Linked DNA regions of Anser cygnoides: region 2 is linked to region 1. A link is a contact called in public Hi-C data. All regions are on one chromosome and are shown on one strand. The core of a region is the stretch at or near the end of the contact, and the rest is flanking DNA. Distances in the headings are between cores, read along the strand shown.

Region 1 (5,904 bases), core at 2,338-4,837:
GTGTTATAATCAAAGCTGTCAGTATATATTATTAGCAACTTCTGAGGTAGGCTCATCCACCCATAAAAATAAATGATTTTTTGTTGTTGATAGAAAGATCTCCAACAGATAAAGTTAACTTCTGTATGAGTGGCTAAGGTCATCCATTTACATGAAAAACCTTGCCTTTTATCCCAGTGAACAACTAGGCTGAAGCAGTAAACTATGGTCTGTGTAACAGGCAGTCTTCAGTTGTCTGGCAGTGTAGTAACTCCTCCAGTTATACAAAAATCCAAGATGATGAAGCTGGGAAAGAGCTGGGCCTTCAGAACATCAGCTGAGTTTCAGTTCAAATGCAAAACATTTGCATACTAAAGGAAACATAACTGACTGGGTGTACTCAATGGGAAGGTCAAAAGCACATTTAAAGAGGCACAGCCATAACCACCTTAAGTAAAAACTGACAAAAACTTTTTTTTCCCCACTATTTTTACGCTAGCAGTTACCCTAGGACACCTGAATGTACTGTATTTTGACAAAATAGCTATCTATTTCTGAATCCATTAGTGCGTTCTGCAATTTCTGCCACTCTTCCTATTTGTTACAAAACATTCACCAAAGCTCAGGTATGCTCTTTGTTTTCAGTTCTGTACTTGTCTGAGTATTGTCTTGTACTCAGTTTTTCGTTCCACATCCTTCTGCAGCTGCTTTTACGCTGAACTTGAGAACCAACCACCCCCTTATAGTCTTCTGTTAATTTAATTAGATTTATATCTACATGAAAGGAAGAAATCGGGCCCTGTCTTAGGAAGAGGTTTATTTAACTATTTTCCAAAACAATTTTGTTGAACACTGCAATTACAGTCTCAAGAACATCTGAAAACATCATACAATCATGGTTTGTCATTGCAAGAATGTAGAAACTAGTTCAGCTATCTTTATTCTTAAATTGTTTTTTTCCTTCATTTGTTATAAATCAAACTAAACAAAAAAAAACCTGTTTTATTTAATGATGCAGTGTAAGTATTCTTTAATGTTTTACCTGGAAGTTACATACTGAAAAGAAATGAACATGCTCCTAACAAGAAGTATTTTTAAATTTGGGAAGGTCTGGCCTAGGGGCAATAAATGACAATAAAAATGTTCCATGAGAGCTAGCTGCAGTCATGGGCAGAAAAGTGCCCTAAGCAAGAAGTTTCAGGAAGGTTTTTCCAATAATGGAGTAAACACTTAACACAGGAAGAAGAAAAAGCATCACACCAGCAATTATTCTTGGTGAAAGTTGACTGAATGTATTTTGAGCACAGAGTTGCACTGACTTATTCAAATTTATTTGTGACAGATGCATTTAAATATTGAAAAATGTAATTCCAATGATTTCTCTACACATCCAGTTCTCACATTATGCGTATTCAACATGAATTCTGCTGTTTAGTATTACTTTGATTGTATCACATGGAAAAATAACCATGGTATTTTATACCAGTACATGGATTTAAGTGTTAATAAAAATGGATGGAAATTGACGTTGGAATAAACTGACACAAAATATGTTTAATGGTCTCAGGGTATTTCCTTCAGGGAGCTCGTTTATAAAAATCTGTGGATTCATTCAGGGAGTTAAGTGGAAGATCATTGGGAGCGTTAAGTGAAGACTGATTTTGGAATACTGACACGGGTACATGACAACGCCTCTCAGCCAAGCACTCTCATCTGAACTTGAAACTCAAAAACAAAACCACTTTTTCCTTTTCTTTCTGTGTTCAGTGTCATCCAGTCGTTCTGGGCAGTTCATAATAAAAAACTGACCAGAATCTATTTCAAATGAAAGCAAATAAGTCTTTTAAGTTAACTTGTAAGTAACAATGGTCATCAAATAATTCATCACAAGACAAGCCTTCCATAAGCAAGCAGCTGGGGTTTTCAGTGAGAGTGCAGCACTGTGAGTACAAGCTCAACTGAAAAAGATGAAATAGACTCTTAATCCTCAACTATATGGAGTGTTTTAAGAAATGTGTCAGTTCTAAGAACTTATGCAAAGTTCGGAAAAACAAAAACAACAGAATCTCAAGCCCCAATATATGATTATGGCAACGGGATTATAACTGATCAGAGAGCACAGCAAAGATTTTTTGTTTCAGATGACAACTATTTCGTTTATTAACCCATCTTGAAATCGCTTTGCTAATTGTAAAACGTAATTAGCTTTAATAATTAAAAAGAGACTTGTTACATCCAATCTCATTATGTTCTCCAATTTTCCTGGACAAATTGCTCTGTCTGCTGCTAATTGCAAGCAGCACTTACACTTTATTTTTACCTGCAAGAGCTCAGAGCAAAACCTGATGTGAAAACACACCTAGACACGCCACAGGAACCCCGAACCCTGCAACGCAGGTACCACAAGAGCAAAAACCTCGCTAACACCCGAAGCCCCAGCAGTTGAGCACGAGGACCGGGCTGCTGGGCCGTGTCCCCTCACTCCCCGCTCCCCTCCCCGCACTTTCCCTCCGTTCGCCGCCGCGGCCCGCAGGGGGCTGGCAGCTCCGTGCCCCGCGGGCAGCGAGCAGGGGCCGCAGCTGGCCGGGCCCGAAACCGGCCCGTTCGTCTGGGGAGGGGCGGCGGGAGCCCGGCGGGGCCTGCTCCGAGCGCAGCGCCCGCCCCCGGCAGCCGTGGGGCGGAGGAGGGCGCCCGGCGGCCCGGGGGGGCCCGGCCCAGGGCTGCGGCACCACGTGGCCGGCGCCGCGCCCCCCGCAGGCCGCCGCGGAGCCCCGCGCCCTACCAGGTCGTAGTCCTCCTCGTCGTCGCACATGAAATCATCCTCCATGTCAGACATCTTGGCCGCAGGATGGGCGGCGGGGGCCGGCTCAGGGAGGAGACGCCGGGGCCGGCCCCTTCTCCCACAACACCGCGCGGCACGGAAGCGCGCGGCCCCGGAACCCGCCGCCGCCCGCGCGCGGGGAGCCCGGAGCCCGATCGGCGCTGCACCGCCGCCGGGTTCCTGTCCCCGTCCGCCCCCCCCCCCCAGCGATCGGCCCTTAGCAAACGCGGCCCCCCCCCTGCGGCGCCGCCTCCTACCCGTACCGCACAGCGGGTCTGGGAGCCATGCCGCTTTGTGTCCCTGATGGGGAATTTGAAAAGTCCGGCCGCTGTGCTGCCGCAGCCCTACAGGCCTTAGCACGTCGTCCTGCCGTGTTCAGTGCCTCTGAGCACTTTCCTTGCGCTACCATTACCATATCCAAATATCACCCAACCACCCGCCCTAACAGGGTTTTTACCTGTGAAAAGCAGGGGCCCCGCAAGGTGCAGAGTCGCTGGCTTTCTAAAGACTTTAACAAAGTAATTGCTGCTGCCTTCAGGTGAATGAGGGGAAAAAGGCTGGACATGCAAGCGTTGCCCTCCCACACTGCGAGGCTGGTGGATCCTGCAAGCTCCTAGACAAGTTTGCAATATTTATTGTCTCCATTCTTTTCTGCGGGTCGTTTTATGTTACAGTTTTTGATCATTTTTTTCCTCTCCTGTGGCTACTTCTATTTCAATTCTGCCCCTGGGAAATTGCTTCAGAAAGGCATTAATCATAGAATGGAATATTACTATATTTTTCTTAGTCCAGGCATTTAAAACTTCCTGAGGTGATTATTAGCAGCCTTGAACAGCAAAATGGACAACAATGAGCTGGGCTTGTAAACACATTGGAAAAGCTCCAGCTCCTCAAAGTCACTGCTGCCATTAATCGTGAGGGATAATGGGATCTGTGAAGCTACTTGTTTGAGGGAAAGCAGCAAACCCACATGCCAGAAAACCCAAAGGAGAAAAATAATGCCGGGGGGAAGCACTGCTGATTGCCCTGCCATTGCATGACCGCGCTGCCTCAGTGCACCGTGCCGAGGGCAGCTCTGGCCTCAACACCCCGCACCGCGCTGGGGGCTGTTTTTGATCTTTGTTGCCAGCTAAATTCCGACAGGAACGAAGTAAAAGATCGCCTTCTGCACGCGTTGCAACAGCTTTTCAGCCACCTGCGGACCGCCTTGGGCCAGGAGCTGAGCGGCCCCGCCGCCGGGAGGGCTGCGGGGCGCCGACCCCCCGCGGCACCGGCCTGGGGGCTGCACGGAGGGGCCGGGACCGGGACCAGGACCGGAGCCGGAGCCGTGCCAGGGAGGAAGAGGAGGAGGAGGAGGAGGCCGTGCCGGCAGCCCCGCCACCCGGAAGGCTGGTGCCTGCCCGTCCCGTGACCGCGAGCCCGCCAAAGCCACCGCCCGCCTCCAGCAGGGGCCGGCGGGGGGGAGCCGCCATGGCGGGGGACGCCCCCAGCAGCCTCCCGGTGCAGTTGGTGGAGCAGCCCAGGTGGGTGCCTGCCTGGCTGGGTGAGTGGGGACGTGCCAGGGTGGCAGCACCCAGCCACCGCCCTGCAGCCGCCGTGGCAGCGGGGGGGGGTGGTGAGCAGGGGGGCTGGGGTGGGGGCGGGCCGGCCGTGTGAGGGACGGGTAGCCTGTGGGCGTCGTGGCCTGACCCGGCTCGGCTCGGCTCGGCTCCGACAGCAGGGGCCCCGTGGCCCCAGTGTGCCCCGGTCCCCCGCCGGCAAGCAGGGCGCGGCCCCCCGGTCCCCTCCCGAGGCAGCCGACGCAGCCCTGCTGCCCCTCGCCCAGTGCGGCGGGAGGAGGAATGGCGCCTTCAGTTCTCCCCCCGACGTTTTCTCTTCGCAGAGTTTTGGGGATATTCGGTTATCCTCTCGTCTTGTGGGCTGTAATGAATGGCCTTTGCGATTCGCTGGGACGACGTGTGCTCTTGCCCGCGGTGCTGCACCTGGTGTGTGGCAGTAGAACACGCGGACAGTTGAATGAGCCCTTTTACCCGTGTTAGCACTGGCAAGGGGCGTTTTCTAAATTTGTGATCCCCGCAGCAGAGTGCACTGTTTCAGTGTAAGTCACGTGGAAAGGACAAGCTCAGCTTTTCTAGATTTGGAGGTGAGAAGTTGCGAGGGATGCGTTTGCTTAACACTTCTGACAATCAGCTCTGATGTAGGTGCTTACATTGCAGCATGCGTGTTGAAACAAAAAGGCCAAAGCGTGTAAATAGCCTTTCATCAGTCTTGTTTGTAAAACCCACATTAAGAGATCAATCAGCACTTCGATAAACATGCCCCTATGACTGCTCTGTTTGTACTTAGTCTCTTGGTACTAGCACCACTATGAAATTATCTGTGAAACAAAGAAGCATTCTAAATACTGACAGAAAAAGGGCTAAAGTTAACATCTAAAACTCTGCTAACAGATTTATTTCACCATGGACTACAATATTATCATTAATGGGATCTAGGAAAGGGATTGTACAATGAAATGGCAGAAATTGCTTCTGCTAATTGGAAGAGTGATAAACTAGTCAATACTAGGGAAGATTGTAAGCAAGTTAAAGAGGGCCCCAACACAGCTTTGTTAGTGGGCTCCAAGGCAGAAATGTACAGAAAGATGTGTTACAAAAATTCACAACAAATAATGTTTTGTAGCTTTCCATTTAGAGAAATCTTACAAAACATTTGAATATATATAGTTGGACAATAACACAGCTTTTACAGAGAAGTACAAACTAAATAATTGACTGTGAAATTTTGTAACATCTGTTCCTCATTGCTGTCTTCTTACTTAAGTTTTGCATTAACTAGGCTTCCAGTTTTAGTTTTAGACTGAATGTAAAAGGCTTAGCAGCCTGGATTTTTCTTAGTGGACTAAAAACCAAATAATAATAACAACAATAACAACACTAATAATTTGGTACATGTTTTAAAATCACCAGGGTATGCTGGTGAGATATTATAAGACTTGTTTTAATTTTTCTTTTCTTCTTACTTCTTGTTTATCATTTTAGTGTCTTGCTTACGTTAAAGAAAGTTAATGGGTTAGTGTGTACGCTAAATCGCTTTAAGGTAGT
Region 2 (5,904 bases), core at 1,403-3,902, 300 kb after region 1:
GCTACATCTCTGCAAGTCTGAAGCTAAGTGCTAAACCATGATGAGTTGATGTATTGTGGCAGTATTATTAAAGACTAACCAGAGCGAGGTGTTCAGAGACAAAGCCACTATTTTCTACTAACCCACATTCCTGAAATAAGGTTCCAAATAAAACTGTAGTGCACATGCAGCCAGTTATCTGGTCTCTCTGAAACAAATGACCATTTCTGTCTCCTATGAATGTGTGACACGCTGTATTATTTATACTCAGTGATTCTGAGTATACAGTATACTCCCTACACATATTGTTGAAGTTTGTCTTAAAGATACAATGCACAACTGCACTAGAAAAAGTGATCCAAGAGCACTAGCTTACTTCACATGAGCAATCATCAGCCCTTCAGTCAGACTGACCTAATTTAGATAGGGGAGAAGGAAGAGGTAAGTCCTGTGTTGCTACATCTGAAGCATCTATTCCTTACTTCAAGAAAGTTTTTGTGACTTCTTTTTTGCTGGTGAATTATGGGCAGTAGATTCTCTGTGATTTAGACTTGTATGTTAAAATGCAAGCAATTTAAAAGAAACTGTCATTAATTGTCTGTTGCTAGATACACCTGGCTCAACATAACAGGCTGTCCGGTGTCTGACAGATGCATTCATGTGCTGACCATGTGTCACTCCCCACTGCTTTAAATCAGGAAAGTGGATGAGAGAGTTTCAGCATTCTGCAGGAGGCTGAGGAGCACCAAGCACTTACACTGAATGTCATGGACATATCCAAAGGACAGATGGTAACAGGACACTAATAGGAAATTAACAAGTGAACAGTGATAAATATTATGCTTTGTAAAAATTGTTACATAATGGCAAAGGCATAACATTTAAGAGCTTATCTACACATCCAAGGGACTTTCAACTTTAGATTTTATCTCAAGCCCATGTCACTATAGGCTATAAATACAGTCATATTTTGTACAGACTGATGTATCATGTACAGGTTCTATTCAACCTGAATAGTAAATGATAGCATGTCTTTATGAGGGAGTAATAAAAGCTGAACTTGAGCACCAGATGCATTCTGCTAACCAACAACAGTTGAATGCTCATATAGGAACAAATTTCCAGGTTAAAAAAAAACAGCTTTCTTCTGAGTACCAACAAATAGAAACCACAAATACTTTAACTCAATCGAACTACTTGGTATTCTGAACTGTTCTAATAGGAAGTGTTAAAATACCTATTATTTTCATTTACTTTGATCATGCGGTTTGTGTCTGGATGGAGTATGTGCTAGTTCAGAGCACAGCAGGACTTCAGGAAGTTGTCAAGAGAGTGGTTTCTGGACTGCACTGTTGCGCAGGATTTGTCTTTTTGGATGTAAAAAACTAGAATGCATTGCCATATCTGATAGCTAAGGATAAGCACCCCCCAGATATTAGAGTTTTGGTACAAGGTCAGTGTCACCCTTCGGAACTATATTTCCCTCTTCCCGTTGCAAACAGCAAGATTTTGTGGCAGAATTAGAAAATACTGAGGATGAAATTATTCATCTTTTATTTCTGTTTGTACAACACCATGCAGTTTCTCCCTCGCTACACCTTAGAAGCTTACAGAGCAGGCAAAAATACAAAGCCACTAGACAGACAACAAAAAGCCTGCTTTCTGCCAGTCTGGGGAACTGATGAGATTCAGGGAACTAAAGTTGAAATACCCCTTGCTTTTCTTGCACGAAAAATACAGGTGGACTTCGCTCCTTCTCACTCTCTGGCCTTACTGCTAAGGGCACTGATCTCTCCACACAACCAGCAGACAGATGGCTTCTCTGGGTAAATAATTAAAGGCTGATGCCAGAGCATCGAGCCAGGCCAGAAGGAGAGAGACGACACAGGCCAGCGACTCACCTACGAGCTCCCCCGTCATGAAGAGCAGGTAGAGGACAGCGGCGAGGGTCAGCCGCTTCTTCACCTTCCTCTGCTTGCAGAGCTCCCTCCGGGCGCTGCAGCCGCCGCAGGGGCCCGGCGCCATGCCCCCGGCGCCCCACAGAGCGCTGCCCCGCTCCGGCAGCGAGTCCTCGTCGGGCTGCAGGCCCAGGTGCACCCCGTTCCCCGGCGGCTCGGGGGCCGCATCCGACGGGTCGTCCGCCACCACCACCCGCAGCTTGTTAAACCTGGGGAAGTCGTCGTCGGCCGCCTCGTCCGAGAAGTCGAAGGCACTGGAATCATTAAGGAACAACGACGGGTCCCCGCTCCTCCAAAGCGCAGACTTGAGGCTCGTCCACAGGCCAGCCCCCGCCATAGCGGCGGAGCCCGGGGGCCGTCCGTGGAGCTCCCCCCGGGCCGTCCCGTCAGGGCATGGCCCCCGCCTCGCGCCCCGGGCCCCACCGAGGCCGGCCGGGACGCCCCCGGCTCCCCGCCGCGCTCCCCAGCTCACGGAGCGGCCGGGCGGGCGGCGCCGGGCGCGGGGCCGCCTCCCTGCCGGCGCAGGGGGAGCAGCGCCGCCGCCATGCGCGGCAGGCAGGCGGTCGGTCGGTCGGTCAGTCACACCGACCGGCGCCGCGCTCCGGGCATAGCCGCACCTCAACCCCACTTCCAGCCCCAGACCCAGCCGCAGCCCTAATCCCGGCGCGCTCCGGCGGCGCGGGGCAGGGCGGCCGCTGAGGGGCCGGGCCGGGCGCTGCCAGTCCCCGCCGCGCCTGCGCCGCCCGCACGCTCGCACACGGACTCCGGGTTCGAGCCCCGTCGAGGGGGCAGGCCCGCAGTGTCCGGCGAGCCGCGTGAGGGAAGAGTTCTGGTTTAAGAAGCCATGAAGTCACAGCGTGGTCTGTTGGTACATAAGCAGCGATTTTCACGTAGGCTGGATGACCCTTCTGTCCCTGGCTTCAAATCTTGAAGTCACAAATTTGCATTGTGCAGCTTTTTCTCTCTTCCCTTCCCCTTTCCCGATCCCTCCCCTTCCCCTTCCCCACAAAAGGCACAGTTCTTTGCACCATTTCCAATAGTTCCTATAGTTCCTGTGAGGGTGGCACTGTGTTCTAGGAAGCCGTATGTGCCTGTCTTAACATTCCTTCAAGGATGTCAGAAGAAACAAACCTCAAAGGCCCAGTAGCCATGTGATTCCTTCCATAGCCATGTTCTAACTTAAAAGTAATGAGACTGCCTCTAGTAATTCTGTCAAAACGTTACTCCCCCTCCTCACTGGTCTGATAGCTATACATTTTCTTCTAATTGCCAGCCTACAATACTTGGGGCCAGTTTGTACCCATGGCTAAATTTTGTTACTGTTAGGTTCCTAAGTGATAAACATTTCATATGCCCAAGGGGTAAGTGCATATCCTGTTTTTGACCTGGTTGATGGAAGTTGCCTAGATCAGAGAGTTGTGTAAAACTGCTAGATTTTGGAGAAAGGCACTCCCTTTCTGCGCAAGGGCTGAGAGCAGATTCTGGCACACATTGGAGCGCTCAGGCGGCTCTGCAGAGCTTGGGGCAAGCGCCTGCTTGGAACAGACCCTGCTGGAGGGGACACGAGTATGGTAAATGGGCCTTGGGTGGAGGCTTAGCATTGTTGTTCTCTGCAGTGACGTTCTCCAAAAATAAACACTACCATGCTTTGTTATATTACAGTGGGTTCATTTTCCTGAGCATGTAATCTCATGTCACTCTTCCTCAGGTGGATGAAGAGGTGCCATCCCCTGCACCTTTCACGCAGTTCATAATTCCCTAGCAGGGTTATCAGCATGAAGGCTTTGGGGCCACAAAATGAATTGGGTTCCTGAAATGGGCCAAAATTAAAAAATACTATGTGAGGAGGGTGAGATATTTTTGTATGTGTAGCTGAAACTGTTTCCATGATCACAATTTGCATAGACTTCCATATGTCAACTGAGGGGGCAGTGAGCAGTGTGGGAGTTGGAATGAGCAGTTGAAGCTGGGGCCCTGTTAAGCCAGCATTGCTGCCTAAGAAAACACTCCCAGGTATGTTCCAGTTCAACTGTTCTTAGTGCTCTTGTGCTCCTCTCTGAGTCATTTGACTCACTCTGTGTTTCACCAATTGAACCAGCACAAGTGCGAGAGGGCACACAAGCATGAATGACCAGCCAGGGAAGAGAGGGAAACCCACTGCTTATAAAACTGTGTCTGAAAATGTGGCGTTGTACCGGGGGATTGAAGAGTGGGTTCACGCTCCATTTTGCTGCCCCTCCTGCAGGGACAGAAATATCTAGCGCTGAGTAAGGACAGTTGGCTGGGGGGACTTATTGCCCTCAGCAGTGCACCAGGGCTTGCCAGTTTGCCTGTCACTGAATAACTATGACCAGATTTTTTGGAAATGTCAAGAATCAAGTCATGTGTTATCAAGATGAAATTCTGTTGAACAGAGCTTTTTGTAATGCCCTGTTTTACTCCATTTATTTATTATGACAGTCAAGGCTGTACTCTCTCTGTAGTCATGTTTACTTAATCAGGACAGAGAGTTTTTAAGAAGTAACCTATTAATGCAAAGTATTTCCTTTTCATGCTGTCATCCCTGAAGTCATACAGCACTTTCAAAGCTGATGGCTTCAAACATACTATTTGCTATACAACTCAAGCTAATTTATTCTAGCTTTACTCAGATTTCTGTGGGGGGGAACTACTTTCCATGTAGGTGTGCTTACATCAGTTACAGCAATAAAATCCAGAATGTGTAGGTGAGTGTTGCATGAAAAGTTTCTGAACACAGTTGCTACAATGCAGCTGAAAAGCAGCCTTGATTATTTGGTGTTACAGTGACATATAACAGTGTACAGTGGCACTTGCATAGTCAGTAGTCCAAAATTTAACAGCTTGCTAGCATATGAGTCTGCAATCTTGCTGGGAGGCTAAAACCTCAAAAAGAAAGCTAGAAAGTTGTATACAAACTTTAGACAAGCATCTGGAGATAGAAAATAAACATTGCATTGCTGTGGGATTAGGAGCAGCAAGTAAGCGCAGGAATCCAACAGAGGACAGGAAGAGGACAGAGAGAAAGACAGGAAGCGTATGAGGATATTAAACACAGATTCACAAACGTTGCCCCTGGATGGATAGAAGTGCAATCAGCTTTTAGGTTCTTTGTAGTCTCCTTTCTGTAGCTCAGCTGCTATCTAGGGACTAAAAGACCAATTAACCTAATTATATAGAAATATCCTCAGCATGATTTTCCTTCTGTTTAACTAAATTTGTTTTATCGTACATACAGTTCCATGGGTCATGGGGGTTGTTGTTGTGCAGTATCCTATTTTTGGATAACAATGGTAATATTAGTACTTCCCCCCCCCCCCCCCCAACTCCTTGAAACCAAATATTTAGACCAGCAGGTAAGTATGCTTTTCAGCCAACCATTTATGTTCTTCATTATAGGTTTCACTTAACTTCCTTTTCAAATATCGTTATCTATTAGAAGAAATCTTCATTTAGTCCTTCACAGGATAATGTACTTGGTAACGAACCTGGGAAGCAGTTACTTCCCGCCCCCAAACTTGTAACAGAATTCCCAGTGCTGAGTGAAATACAGATCACTTTACACAGGAAAATGAGACACTTGCTATCAGTCTTGGTTTTGCAGTATTTGGTTTGATAACTAGCTACATTTTAAGTGCTGTAGACACAGATACCAGTTTTAAATTCCAATCGTCAGTCTATTTCTGTGAGGTGTGGGAGGGCCTGGAACAGGCAAAGCAGCAGCACAAATCTGAAACTCCCACACCTCACGTGTGCCTGTTTTGGGATGATGATCTCCCTTGTTCTCCCTAGAAATCCCTCCTGGGAAGTAGCACTGCTAAGCAGGCTGAACTTAGCTCAGGCTGAACCTGAGCTGGTTCAGGGCTGTTCAGGCTCAACGACAGTGTCCTGTGGGTGCAGCCCGTCTTCGGGCCATGTTTCTTTCTTAACGTGAAAACAGAACAAGAGA

Evidence for each region. A called contact is a pair of places that touch in the nucleus more often than the background predicts.
Region 2: a contact with region 1 is called in a Hi-C map of liver, with 2.1 times the contacts expected there. The contact joins the promoter of SLC30A4 here to the promoter of COPS2 in region 1. A contact is called at or near these places in 2 of 7 Hi-C or Micro-C datasets (both in liver).

The regions. Positions count from the first base shown.
Region 1 is chr11:21,961,761-21,967,664 of Taihu_goose_T2T_genome, forward strand. COPS2 (COP9 signalosome subunit 2) reads right to left here and starts at 3,588. Exons shown (of 13, transcript XM_048052327.2): 1 at 3,258-3,588. The coding sequence starts at 3,365. It overlaps GALK2 (galactokinase 2), which reads left to right and starts at 4,131. Exons shown (of 9, transcript XM_048052336.2): 1 at 4,131-4,323. The coding sequence starts at 4,271.
Region 2 is chr11:22,264,019-22,269,922 of Taihu_goose_T2T_genome, forward strand. It overlaps SLC30A4 (solute carrier family 30 member 4), which reads right to left and starts at 2,653. Exons shown (of 7, transcript XM_013177254.3): 1 at 1,881-2,653. The coding sequence starts at 2,274.